Regions from separate parts of the Rattus norvegicus genome. Here region 2 is linked to region 1. Evidence: chromatin contacts called from public Hi-C data. All regions are on one chromosome and are shown on one strand. The core of a region is the stretch at or near the end of the contact, and the rest is flanking DNA. Distances in the headings are between cores, read along the strand shown.

Region 1 (6,994 bases), core at 1,208-3,707:
TTCCAAGCTTCGGGTTTTGAGGCCTGAGAAAAACAAACCATGAACGAGATCCTACAGAACTCTGTGTTGCCCCATGGCTCCACAGCAGCTAGACAGCAGCTAGCTGTATGACAGATATTAGCACAGACACCGAGGACAAACAGATTGACTGACGGCTTCCTGCCTTCAGGCTTTCTGAATCACTGTGCGGGTGAAGACATTCCATGGCACCATTGGTGCCAATCCAGGTGACATAGCCACCCAGCAGCGGCTTGACTTGAGAGCGTCGGCAGAGTTGGGATAGGCACGTCCTCTCCGCTGAACGGGTGGCCTCTCAGATGGGCATAGCCGTCTAATACTTTCAAAGGAAGATAGGATGGTGTGGGCAAAAGAAAGGGTTTAGAGAGATAAAGGAATACGAAAAGTGCTTAGATGCCAAGGAGCAGCTGAGAGTAAGTTGGCTGCAGGAGGAGGAAGGGCGGGTCATCTTGACTCTCACATGAGGGGTCATGGAAGTCTGGAATTAGAGGATGAGAATCACTGAGCTGTTTGCAGGACACTCCTGCTCACAAACCGATTCCCCTCCACCCTGGGAGGTGCTCTGAAAGACTACATGTGCCTGTGTTTTAGGAAATCCTTCAGGCTGCAACTCAGAGGGCAGATACAAATACTGGGAGACCAGTTGTGAGGATATGCCCTGGAAAGTTTTTATGAGGCAGGTTGTGACTCCAGAATGCCCAAGAGTCACTGAGTATATGACTGCACAACCCACCCAGTGGCATGTGTTCTACCTCAGTCTTATAGCCTGACACTTGGTCTCTGTGGTTACCCACTGTACCCTGTGATTAACTTCACCTGTCTCTTTGGACGGATCTAGAATCACCTGGGAGATGGGTTTCTGCACGTGCCTGTGGTGTGTTATCTCAATTAGATTAATTGAGGTGGGAAGACTTGTCCACTGTGGACGGTGCCATTCCCTAGGCTGGGGTCTTTGACTCTGAAAAAACAGGAAGCTGAGCATAAGTGTTCACCAATCTCACTTCCTGACTCTGGACACAATGTGAGCAGAGCCTCAAGCTCCTGCTCATCTCCCATGACGAACTGAACCCTGGGACTGTGAGACAAAAAGAAACCCTTTCTCCCTTAAGTTGTATTTGTCAGGGCATTTTATCAACGCAGCAGGAAATTTAACTAAGACAGCCTCCTTGCCACAGCTCTCTACCAGAACACATCCCCAGTTGTTTAGGGGCCGACTGTGACTGTGTCACCCGAAGTCTCTTGGGGACCATCGTGGAGATGCACCGACTGCCTTAGGTCACTGGGGAGGGGAGCAGAGGATCTCTTTGTGTGCCGGTTGAGTTGAGGTCGGGCTTCCCATTTCCTCCCTAAGCAGTGAACATTCTTCTCACGTGAGTCATGAATAGATCGGTTGGGCTGGGGTAGCTCGAACTCAAAGGCTCCCTGCACCTGGCGTGGGAAAGGCTTCAGACCTGTTTCTACAAGTCTTCCGGCTGTGCTTTGGCAGTGTTGCTACATTACCTCACCCAAATGAACAATGACTGAAACCTCATGTGCTTCACAGGCTTCTACCTGTGGGACACTAAGGCCTGCATGCCCAGTCCTTCACAATGGACGTTGCCTCCCAAGGTTTAGACAAGATGGCCGGACAGAGATCTCGTGGGGTCAGATGCTTTTGGGAGAACTGAAGTTCACCAGCGAGGAAACAGTCTAATAGACTTTTCACCATCTTTTTAAAAATTATTGTTTTTTTAAAGTTATCACGTCAAATAATGCATCTCACAGCATGGCTACACATACATGCCATTATACGTTGGTTTTTATCTATCTTCTCATCCCCCCCCCCACTTCTACTTTCTCTCCCTTGCTGGTCCCCTTCCTTACCCCAAATAGTCTTTCCTGCTTCAGTGTGTCTAACTTCATTACCCCGTCTTGTTCTCCACTCCCTTTCTCTCTCCCCTCCCCTCTCATTCTTTCTGCTCTCAAATTTACATGTAGATTCTGCATACGCATCTCACCATCTTCACGATCACAAAGAACAACATTAAGTCTCCAATACATGCTAAGAGTGTGGCTTGCCCAGTTCCTGAACCTGTTCAATGATATAACTCCTCCAGAGCCCACCCCTTGTCACCGTGACTGCCTCTTTGCAGGCAAGAAGTCAGCTGAGCTTTGTCTGGAGGGAGATTCAGAGGGCTGCTACCATTTGCTCTCTTGGCTTTGGAGGGGACTGTAAGTAGGGACAGCAGTAAGCACATTAATCTGGGGCAGTCTCTGCTCATACGGGCTCCCCCAGTATAATTATAATTCACCCCCTTTTCTCTCAAAAGTGCCCTGGTTTGGGGTGCAAACGATAGGAGCCAGAGTCCGTCCGCTTGGCATTTTGAAACCAAAGAGCTGTTCATTGTTAGATTCCTGCTGCCCACAACCCAGTCTGATGTCACCCAGTGACTCACCACTTGCTCTCTGGCAATGTCTGATATTTGTCACTGGGCCCTGAATTCTTTCTCCTTTATTCAACCATCATACTTGCTCAATCTAGAAACCACCTCACCTTGACAGTCATTCTGCAAAGGAGTGAAGAGAACAGCAGTCCCCCCACCCCCAAACGCCATGTCTGTGACTCTTCCGATCTTCTCTTTCAGTGGTTTTGAGACCCTGGGCATGAAAGCCTGGACTCTGCTCTGGTTGGCTGGCTGTCCAGCCTTTGCTGGCATTCTTTCTCAGCTTTTAGCCTCCTTCTGAAACACTTTCTTGCTGGGAGGTGTCCTTACTCAGGTGATGAGAAAACGGGAGGGATTAGCCAAGTGTAGAGGGTAGGATCTGATGCTCACAGACTATACCCAGGAAAAGAAATTAGACGCACACAAAGAAAAATCCAAAGTAAATGATTTTTGTTTACTCATTGCCCCATCCCCCACCCCCACCCCCACCCCCTGCCTCTCTCCAGGGTTTCTCTATGCAGCCCAAGCTATTCTGGAACTCACTCTCTAGACCCAGGTTGGCCTCAAACTCAGCTCCACCTGCCTCTGCCTCCTAAGTGCTGGCCTTTTTTTTTCCTTTAGTAGACCAAACACAGCTGTTTGAAAACCAAAATGCAGATGCTTGTCTTTTCAGACTCTTTTACAGTCTTTATAGGGGAGATGCTTTCCTTTTTACTTGTCAAGAGCAAATAGTGAGAAATATCTTTAATACTTGAAACCCCCCCACCCCGGAAAAAAAAAAACCAACCCCAACCCTTATCATTTAGAAACTGATGGAGGGTAGTGTGGTAGTAGGTGTTTGTGATCTGTTTTGTTATGGGTAGTTTCGAGTGTAAATCCTTCGTTCTGATTTACCTGATTGTCTTAGACAGTAGGGCTCCCATGGCTTCGTAGTGAATATTTTAATGTTGGTACACATCTGGGACAGACCCTTAAATCTGTGTCTTTCTTGGAATTAAAAAAAATAAAATAAAAGGAAAAGAGAGAAGAACTTTTGCTTTCTAAGAATAATCTTTAACAAGTTATTCAGAGTAGAGGTCTTATAAAGCAACTGTCCCCTTGAACAGCCATTTTGCATTTTTTCAGCCTTCTCTATTCCCAACTCCACTGTACAATTTGCTTGGTCATCTTCTGAGCACGTTGAGAAAATGCATACTTCTATTTTTCTTAACTCTTTTGCTTTCTGGGTTATCTGCTATTATCCGGCATTAACACCATGCTTCACTCGCTTACCTGTATGTCTTCAGTCGATTCAAATTGGCTTTAAATACCACAATTTTTAGCTTCTCTTCATGATTTCTCTTATCAGTTCAACCTGTAATAAACGTCTAATCAACCCAACAAAACCTGGCCAAGGCATGTTAGTGGCTTTACGCCTCTGACTCTGACTTTCTTCCTGCTGTTGATTCAGAGAATTTATCTAGGCATGGAAATGTGTTTCAATATTTTGTTTCAAATTCTGTTTTACAATATGCTGGAGCCTCAATATATAGATAATGAATGGAACCTTAAAGAAATATTTACACATGGACATTGAAATCAAACCTTAGTTCAGCAAAGCTCCTCTCCATTTGGCTGATTTATTTTTAGAGGGCAGGCCATTTAATTTAAAAAAAAATCTCCTTTCCTTTCTTTCCTTCCCCTCCCCCTCGGCTTTGATTGTCTCCCAGGACCAGGAAGTTTATATGTAAACACAAGGGGTAATGGACCCCTGACCTGCTCAGGGCTTTCAACCCAGTCAATCCACAGAGGGATTAACCCCAAATACCGACTGGATCTCGGAGGTAAAATTGTTCCCCAGGCGGGTCCAACCAAAGGGTTTTCTCCTCTCTGGGCTTTGGCATTCACCCCACAAATAAAGTCTCCTCAAAGTGGAGCTTAAAGACAGACACTAGAAAGCAAATTGGTGGCACTGGAGCTGGGAGGGTGCTATCCATTCTCTGAGCCCTCAGGTCCTTTCACTCAGCCTTTGTAGCCCCCAGGGGGTGGTGGTGGTGAGGGGCTTCACCATTTACACTCCTGTGGACTGTTGCTCCTCATAGGGGCTCCCCAGGGCATCCCCTGTCTGCAAGCAGGGGCTGTGCCTGTGCCAGTGCATAGATTAGCGTTTATTTGCCTTTGGGAGAGACAGGAGCAATTGTCTTGGTCTGTTGCTCAGAACCTCAGCTATAAGCCTGTGAGGAGAATGTCTACAAATGCTCTCCTAATGTCCGCTTGGAAGGGAGCACTGTGAACCCTGTATCAAGCTCTGGGCCAGGTTCCAAGTTAATCTTGAAAAGAAAGCAATCTCCCTCTCCTTTTCTGCCTGATCTACAGGGTTCCAGACCTGCATGTCCTCATACTGCACAGACAGACTTTTTCCAAGTCAAGGAACCTGCGAACCAGATTTTCTTCAGTAGAACGTCTTGCAGCTGGGAGGCAACAATCGCTCACAAGAGACAATGTATCTGTATTTTAGAGTCTCTGTTGCAAAAGGGTCCAGAAGTTTCCCATGTTGTTAAGAAGGGGGTGGGGACAGAGAAGGGGCCCAGAGAGGCTACGCGCTCAACAGCCCCTAACAGCTGTGGAAAGTTTGATGCAGCAGGGGCACCCAGACAGAAAATTAAAAAACTAATAAAGTCCTCAGTGTGGGGCGCTGGCATCAAGACAGCTTCCCTTCTCCAGACACCTAATAAAGAGACATTCCGGGACACTAACTCATAAGGGGGATCTGCAGGGGTCAGGGACAACAGTGGAAAGTGAGCCAGGGAAACAGCAGTCAATCCACTCGCCGCCGCCCGCGGGGAGGGTTCTCGGCTTCTCTTCTTTCCCTGCCTTTTCAGTTTAGAAGAAATGGCAGGGTGCACAGGACTGACTAAACACAGGGTGAGCCATGCGGGAGCCATGGTCGTGAAAACACTTTCCTGGCAGGGCGAGCACACCGCTGCTGTTTGACACTGCAGGATAGGGGGTGATGGTCACTAACAAGACCGATGTTGAGACTGGCAGAGAGATAGATGGCTCTTCGGAGAGCAGGGGGCTTGAGAATGAAGCACGTTGGTCGAATTGGATTTGATGAAGCAGATTCTTGACGGGGTTTTCACGGATTTTTCCTCTGGGGTTTCTTGGTCACCGTGGCATCGAGTTTCGAGAGCATTTATACTGTTTGATTTGATTCTCGAATTGGCCCATGTCAATTCCAAAGGTCAAACAAGGAGGAGGGGGGTGTGTGCGACTCCGGCTTTCCCAGTCAGTTACAGTAGTTTGTCTTTATCCCGTTTGCTTCCTGTGGTTTTAATTACAGTGATCAACTACGGCTCAGAAATAAAATACTAAAGACAAAATGCTTTACGGCGCACAGCACTTTCAGGAGGGTTGGAAGCCCTGTACTGTCCCATTGGATCCTCCCAGGACCTGAACCTTTCCTTTGTCCAGAGCCCTCACACCGCGGTTCTGACTCACTGACGGTGGCCACTTGGTTATCTTAGCTATCAGACTGTTCATGGTCAGTTAGCGCCAAGGCTCTCAATCTGTGGGGCTTGACCGCTTTGGGAAGTTGAAGGACCCTTTGATGGCCTTCAAATATCAGACATGCTGCTTATCAGATATTTACATTGCAGTTCATAACAGTAGTCAAATTACAGTTATGGAGTCGCAACGAGAGTAATTTTGTGGTTAGGGTGGGGGGAGGGGGGCTCACCACAACATGAGGAACTGTATTAAAGGGTCGCAGTATTAGGAAGGTTGAGAAGCACTGGGTTCATGACTCTTCCATTTAATAATGTCCCTAAGTACAAATATCCTGAAGGGACCAGAGCATAAACTGTGAAAGGACAGATTAACTCTGGTCTTGTGTGGCAGCGTGGCAGGACAAATGCGACCTACCTCAGGAGGTGCACAGTTCAGTGCAGTCCTACTGGAGGTTTGGGGTTCCCTCAGGGATGGGAAGGGCTGCCATACTTGGTATGTCTCCTCTCACACGAGGAGGAAAGCCATAGTCTGTGAAGGAACGAATAAACCCAGCTGGCTTTGTTCCCTCGTTTTCTGTGTTGAGTTCAGCACAAGTATTTATAAAGACTTGGGGTAGCTGTCACTATTTTGTCACAATGTTTATTACTTTGCCACCTGGAGAGTCTCCTCAGGAGTGGCTACAGGTGTGTGGTGTTAATTTTGCTTTAGAAAAGTACCCGTCTACATTGTAGGAATCTGAGAAAAGGCTGTAACACCCGCACCTCCAGGTGGTCTCCTTGTAGTCTCCAGGTGTGAGAGTAGGAATCAGGTGAGCTTGGCCACCTTACCCTGTCCTGCCACTCAGAGGCACAGGCTGTTGCAAGAAATAGCTTCGTGGACCTCAATTTCTTGTACGGGACAAAGGGATGGGAAATGACTGGAGCCCCCCCCCCCCACCGTGGATCCCACATGGTGGTTCCCTGAGGCCAGAGGGTGGTGCTGGGGATTTTATTCTATGCTCTCCCCTGTCAGACAGAGGGCTTCGCTTCTGGCTTTTTTATTCAGCTGTGGCTTGGCAGAGACTG
Region 2 (6,994 bases), core at 2,559-5,058, 180 kb after region 1:
GAGACGTTTGATAAACAGCCTCCTAACAGAGGAGCAGTGGGGGAAAATGGAGTCACCACCTAGGTCAGAGGTTCTCAACCTACGGGTTGTGACCCCTTAGAGAGGTCAAATGACCCTTTCACAGGGGTCACCTAAGACCATTCTGCATATCGGATAATTTACATTGCAGTTCATCACAGTAGCAGAATCCCGGTTATGAAGTAGCAACAAAAATAACGCTATGGTTGGGGGTGACCATGACGTGAGGAACCATATCAAAGGGTGGCAGCATTAGGATGGCCGAAGACCACTTACTCACTGTCTAGATATTCTACCGATGACAGTTTATATGAACTTCTTCGTTTTTTTTAAAATTTTGTTTTGTTTTTGTTTGTTTTTAACAACTTTTTCAAGTTTACCTCTTTGTTTTTTAAAAAAAAAACAAACAAATTATTTCTTTTACTTTTCCAGATTCTAATACAATTACACCATCTCCCTCTTCCCTGTCTTCTACTCCCCCTGCTCTCTTTCAAATTTATGCCCTCTTCTTTCATTAGCTGCTGTTACTCACGTATGTATGGATTTTTAAAGACGTAAGTGAAGCGTAAAGCTGAACTAGAGAGGCGGCTCACGGGTTGGGGATTTAGCTCAGTGGTAGAGCGCTTGCCTAGCAAGCACAAGGCCCTGGGTTCGGTCCCCAGCTCCAGAAAAAAAAGAAACAAAAAAAAAAAAAAACAAAAAAAAAAACCAAAACAAGAGGCGGCTCACGATCTTAGCGCACTGCATGCTTTCCCAGAGAACTGAGGTTCGGTTCGAGCACCTGCATCAGGTGGCCCACAGACTCTGGCAACTCCAGCTTCAGGGGGCTTCAAACCATCTTCTGGTATCCATGGACATGCATATGTGTGTGTGTAAGCACACACAGAGAGACACATAAATATAAACTAAAAACAAATATTAATGAAGAGCAAAAGAGCTGGCTGGCCTCAGAAGGGCACCCGGCCTCAGAAGAGTACCCAGCCTCAGCCTCAGAAGGGCACCCAGCCTCAGAGAGGCACCCAGCCTCAGCCTCAGAGGGGCACCCACCCTCAGAAAAGGCACCTGGTTTCCATCCTGCTGAGGACCACTATTGATTCGGACCCATTTAAACCCAGGACCACAGTTCTCTCTGAGAGCTGTAGATTCATGCCGAAAGGGGAGGAGTGATGTTCACTCAGCAGAGCTCAGATAGTCCACAACCCCGCCCCATGCTTTAGGGTGGCGTGTATGCACCCTGCACACGCTGCTGCTGACCTTTCCCGAGGGTAGCTGTGCCCATGTGTTGTCCACTCACAAAGTCAAAACAGATTCCTCAAACCTGATGGCTCAAACTGCTCTTTCTGACTCCAATCAGTTTAACCAACCAATGTGACCCTCTGTGGTCACCTAACCAACCATCACTCTCTTCCCTGCTGCCACCCCACACTGGATTGTCCTCTCACCCACTCCTGCATGGCATAGACCAATTCAGAGTTCCAATGCCACGGACTCCAGCAATCCTTCTTCACTTACTGTCAACAGAAGTGATTCCCTCTGTCCTGACCTCTAGTCCTCCTTTCCTTGTAAGGCTCTGTCTCTATATTAGAGCTAATTAGAGCCACCCACCAGCCCTTAAGTTTGAATTCCTCACGATGAAGCCTTGTGTCCCTCTCCTCCGTCACCCTCTCCTCTCTGCCCTACACAATACTCAACATTAAGTCTTTGGAGTCGAGTGAACAAATAAATCAATCTTTCCCTTCCACACACCAAAACCACCAGCTAATTGGCTCAGTGAATCCTCCTCTTCCCCTCCCTCCCTGAGTGCTGGTCTGGTGATTCCGGCTGCATCTGGAACACAGACAGAGACCTAAGAGACATCAGGAAGCAGAGATCACCGGTGAACCGGAAGCACGGAGGAAAACTCAATCAGTAACATGCTGTCACCGATTGCAGGCTCCGGAGCTAGGGTTGGTGGCACATCTGTGACCCCAGAACTGGGAGTGTGGGATGGGAAGGAAGATCCGTCTGGGGTACACACCGAAGACCCTATTTCAAAAGGAAGACACCCACCCCCAACTAGTGACTAGTCACCAATTCATCCCAAAGCCCAGGACATCTTTGTGAAGGCAGTCAGAGTTTTTAGCTTGTCTGTTAAGCCTCATAGCAATTAGTTCTTTAGAATTGTTTTGTTCCTACTTAGATACCGTATTACACCAAAATCCAGTGTCAAAGGAGGAGCTGGGAGGGGCTGTGCTCTGGTGATGACAGCACCCCAGGCTGGGGAACAAAGAGATGGGCTCTATAGCTTGGGGAATGTAGACTTGACAGAAGGCCATCCCTGCTAGCCTCGTCTAAGTCCCTATGAGAAGCTGCCTCCCATCCCCGCGCCCCACCCCCCGTGGGTGAGAGGAAGTAGACATACTTCCCCAGCTGTCTTCCCAATACCTTTAAGCTCTTTCTCAGTGCCTCCCACAAAAGGTTCTGTGGGTCTGCTTACACAGTAGCACATTGTTGGCCAAAGCCAGGTTTCAAGTGACAACAGAGAAATGGGAGCTTGGAAAACAGGGCTCCTGTTGGCTCCTGGCCCCCGGGGCTGCCCCGTTTCCAATGCAGGGGTGTAAAGTGGGTTAGAGGAAATAGACAGCTTCTGAGCCAGAGTTTCACCTTCCCATTTCCTCTTTGTGGCTTCCTCGTGACCACGGGTAGTTATATATGACTACTAGCTACACTGACCTCCAACCCCTACAAGCCTATCCCTGAGAAGTCGGGGGAGAGAGTGGGGAACAGCCATCTGCAGTGGGTAGAAGAGAGCCTGGGACGTCTTGCCCTAGTTCCCCAGTGTCCCTGCCACCCACCGTCCAAGGCAAACACGGCAGCCATCCCAGGAAGCAAGCAATTAGATGCTCCCAGGGGAGGCCTGTAAATTCCTAACTTCTCCCTTCAGAAGGTTAAAAGTAATAGGGTTGCTGGGATTTTTTTGTCTCTCTGTGGATGAATGCGTATTGGGTGTGTGTGTGTGTGTGTGTGTGTGTGTGTGTGTGTGTGTTGTGTGTGTGTGTGTGTAAGAGGGAGAGAGATTCCCTCCTCCCATCCCGTGTCTTACACAACTAGCTATTTACACACCAGATGATCCCTGCAGGAAAAGGCAAGTCCCCAGCCGCTGTGGAATTTTAAGAGAGCTTCCTGGAATGCCCTTGTGGGATGTCTGGTTCTAATTGCCTCCGTCAGCGGAGCTGGCAGGCGCAATGAGAGGTGAAATTGAACAGATTCCAGTTCACATCAGACCCCCAGCCCTGCCAGAGTCCCCCAGGGCCCGGAAAAGAAAACAAATGTGGCCCAGGCAGTGGAGGGGGCGTGTTGGGCATGGGGGTGGGGGCGCCGCTAGACTGGAAGTTGGAACACCGAGATTACCGTCCCAGAGCAGCGGCTGGTGGCTGGCTTCACTTTGCACTCATTGCTTAGCCTTGCGGGCCTTCTCTTTCCTCGGCTGCCAAGTGAGTGGTCTCCCAGGCCTCTTCCTAATCTAAGGTGGGGGTTGGAAGGGAGAAGGCCGCCCCTATGGTGGGGTGACAGAGTTGGGAGGTCAGTGGTTTTGTCTTCGGGCTTTTGAATCACATATTCTCCCCTTTTTACATTTTAGATCGTTAAGCATGATGGGAGGTGAGAGAAGACTTCATTCCATCTACTAGAACCTAGTCATGCCCTGCGCTAGCCCTCATCCCTCTTCCACAGCTCCTCCAGGGATGGCTGAAGGTCTGGAGGTCTTAGCACAGACCTCGGCTAGAAAGAAGACAAGATCCACAGTTCCTTAGTGCCCCCTATGGGTCCAAAGGATGGAGACACTTGAAAGAGGCTGCCCAAGAAGCCACTTCTCCCAACACCCCGCACACCTCCACCCAGGACAGCCAGGACATCTCTGGCTCCTACCTCAGAGCCAGAGGGCTCAAACTGATCCCTAATTTAAGGTGAAACTTTCTTTCTTTTAAGACTGTTGTTTTAAAGCACAGACACTCACTGTTTAACATCTTGCCTTTGCCAGGCTCAGCCCCAGCTTGACCCCCTAGGCCACAGACAACCTGTGTGCGTCTCCAGGCATCAGGGGTTCACTGTGTATGAGTGTGTGTAAGGAAGTCTGCCTGGCCCAGACCAACCACATCCTAGTCACCATGATTTTTGCCAGATTCAGGCACAATTGGCAGAGATGTCTGAGAATACATGTGTAGAGAGGCTGCAGTCCACAGGATCATCAAGCATCCTAGAGCTCTTGGCTCTATGGCTTCATGGGCCAAGATGACCATAAGCCCCTGCCTTCTCAGTGCTTTCCAGAAAGGAAGTAGGAAAATGCAGGGGTCGCCATGAGGCCCCATCCAATAAGTCAGCCCCCTTGAAGACCACCTGGTGACTTCTGCTCACATCTCATTGACCACTCCAGCTGCAAGAATGGCTGGGAATGTAGCCCTGTCTCCTCTCCTAATGATCCAAGTTCTTTTCCTAAGAAACAGCTATAAGGGCAGTATAAGAAGATGGTCACACCTGCTATTATGTGTCTGGAGAGGGGTGTGGGAGTATGCCACAGTCCTTGTCTTGGGGACACTGGCTTCCCTCTGCAGGAAGACAGAGAGCTGCTGTGTGCTGTTCATCTGATCCAAGAGCTTATCCTCAGCTTCTTACACAGGACTAGACTGTTGGTAGGGAGAAATGTTATCTGTGGGATCATCTCTCCCAAAGTTAATGGCAGGCAGGTGATTCTGAGCCAGGCCTCTGGGCCTTTCCTCAAGGAAAACCATGCCAGTTCATCCCTGAGGTGCACACTCAAATCTGAACACATCTGTCTAGTGCTCACCATCTTGTCTGGGACCCAAGGGCATCTTCTTTTCAAAGGTTCTGGTGACTTTGTTCTAGTCCCAGGCCCCAGAGGACACGGGGGAAAGCTTTCACCCTAAATTTGGATGCACCCCCACTTCCCCACTCCAGGCAAAAGACCCTTGCTATCCTAACCCTTTGTTTGTTGTGCTGGGAGTCTGGGCCAGCCTGGCTCACACAGCAAACATTTAAATGTCTAAATGTGGTATTTAAATTGTGTAGCCCCGGGCTGGAGAGATGGCTCAGTGGTTAAGAGCACCGACTGTTCTACCAGAGGTAATGAGTTCAAATCCCAGCAACTACATGGTGGCTCACAACCATCTGTAATGAGATCTGATGCCCTCTTCTGGTGTCTGAAGACAGCTACAGTGTACTCATATATAATAAATAAATAAAATATTTAAAGAATAAATAAATAAATAAACTGTGGAACCCTAAGTATTGGCATGGCTCAGTGAGTGTCCTGATGACTGGCCTCTGGTTCTCTGCTCCTGAGTGTCCCTGGCCCTTCAGATTTGGAGAGGAAGCTCATCTCTAATTTGGCCCCTGGTTCTAAGCTAGTTGATGCTAGACTCCTGATGCTAGCCAGACTCCTCGTTCTGGGCAGTTGATACTCCTCAGACTGTTGAGAGAGGAACAGAGGAATAGAAAGTTTGTCTGAATAGTTATTCCTTAAGAAGGTCCCAGGTAAAGGGAGGGGAAAGCTTTGACTAGCCCTGTGAGTTCCTGTGAGTGTAAGGAACCGCTTTCTAACCTATTGAGACTGCAACACTTTCCCATGGGGCTTTGTGAGTCACCTCTGCTACAGCGACCCCCTCAATCTTCGACAGCCAGCCATGCCAAATATCCTCCCAAGCTGTGCCTTCTACTAAGCTGGTGCAGGGCGTCATCTTACTCATGCTCCAATTGTCGCCACTCTTGTTTGATGTCGCCCCCAAAATACAAACAAGAGTGGGGGACCAGAGGCCTTGAAGAGCCAGAGACCAGCTAAAGCTGTCTGATGGAAAACAGAAGGAGAGAGAGCCCAAGTAGAATGTGTGTGTGTATCCTAGTGTGTTAAAAATGTAAGTCCCCTTACCGCCCATGTTTGTGGTGGGGTGGGATGTCTAGCGCTCCACAAACACTCTGCAGAAGTTTCCAAGCTTATCCCTATACACATTTCCTGTCACAGCAAGTATATTGGTTCAAGGTGGCCCCATGAATGGGAACAAACAGGAGCTCCAATGAAGGAAACACCTCAGGGATTAACCTCTAACAGGGACAGATCCCTGCCCCTCCCTTCTCTCACCACCATAGGTGGTGCCTTGGGGTGGGGGTGTCTCAAAGCTCACCAGGGTTCAAAGCACCCAGGCAGGTACCAGACATCCTTCTTCCTCTTTGCCCTTCCAGCCCTCACTGCTCTCCATCCCTGTCTCCCCTCCAGGCAGCCTGCAGCTCAATTAGAAAAGCATTTCCAGACCTCTCAGGGACTGGCATGGCCACATTGTTTGCATTCCCTGCCTGTGGCCCCAGCTCCAGAGCAAAGGAGACAAGCAAATGTAGTCTGTCTGGTCTTTTAAGTCACGCTTCCTCCGACTGGTGCTGATCAGAATGATCAGAAAGGTGTCTTCTGAGTATGAAAGTCCTTCCTGTGACTCTTTGGGTGGTGTTCTGGGTCCATGGGGACTCCGGGTTAAGTGATGTCCAGTCCATGCTCAGGAGGTGGCCACAGTCAATTGGGGATGGAGTGGGGTAGCGGGGGATGGGGTGGGGGTGCGGGGATGGGGTGGGTGGTGACATAGTTTTGGGCTGGGAGAGTGGTAAATGTCAGAAGGGCTAGGTGTGCAACGGAGGGCCTGGGTGACGCTAACTAACGTCCTGTGAGTTTTAGGCAATGGTTATGGTAAATAGAAAACAGTCTTTGTTAGGTAGAAATAAGAGCTGACTGGGGTGAAGGTCTCTTTAATACAACACTGGGGGTGGGGTGGGGGTGGGGGTGGGGGAGTCTTAGGTGGTTTGGTGTGGGATGACATGATGTCGGGAATTTGCCATAAAACATTCCAGAAAAGGTTGAGGGATAGACTGATTACCATAATTACTGAAGCTGGTGACGGATGTAAGTGGATTGTTAAATCATTCTTTACATGCGTGTATC

What was found. Hi-C and Micro-C count contacts between places; a contact is called where the count stands out from the background.
Region 2: a contact with region 1 is called in a Hi-C map of the A7r5 cell line, with 6 times the contacts expected there. The contact joins two enhancer-like sites. A contact is called at or near these places in 4 of 12 Hi-C or Micro-C datasets (the A7r5 cell line, Schwann cells, mammary epithelial cells and 1 more) and 1 of 1 datasets of contacts at active chromatin or transcription factors (oligodendrocytes).

What each region holds. Positions count from the first base shown.
Region 1 is chr11:84,357,569-84,364,562 of GRCr8, forward strand. No RefSeq gene overlaps it. Among named protein-coding and RNA genes, the nearest start is that of Hes1, 150 kb to the left of the region's middle. Within about 2 kb of position 2,458, at least 15 of the 93 cell types and tissues checked have an H3K27ac peak or open chromatin away from gene starts, as enhancers often do. A contact at or near this core is called in the A7r5 cell line, where this site is marked.
Region 2 is chr11:84,538,468-84,545,461 of GRCr8, forward strand. It overlaps LOC134481019 (a long non-coding RNA gene), which reads left to right. Exons shown (of 2, transcript XR_010056167.1): 2 at 3,638-3,983. Among named protein-coding and RNA genes, the nearest start is that of Opa1, 150 kb to the right of the region's middle. Within about 2 kb of position 3,809, at least 9 of the 93 cell types and tissues checked have an H3K27ac peak or open chromatin away from gene starts, as enhancers often do. A contact at or near this core is called in the A7r5 cell line, where this site is marked.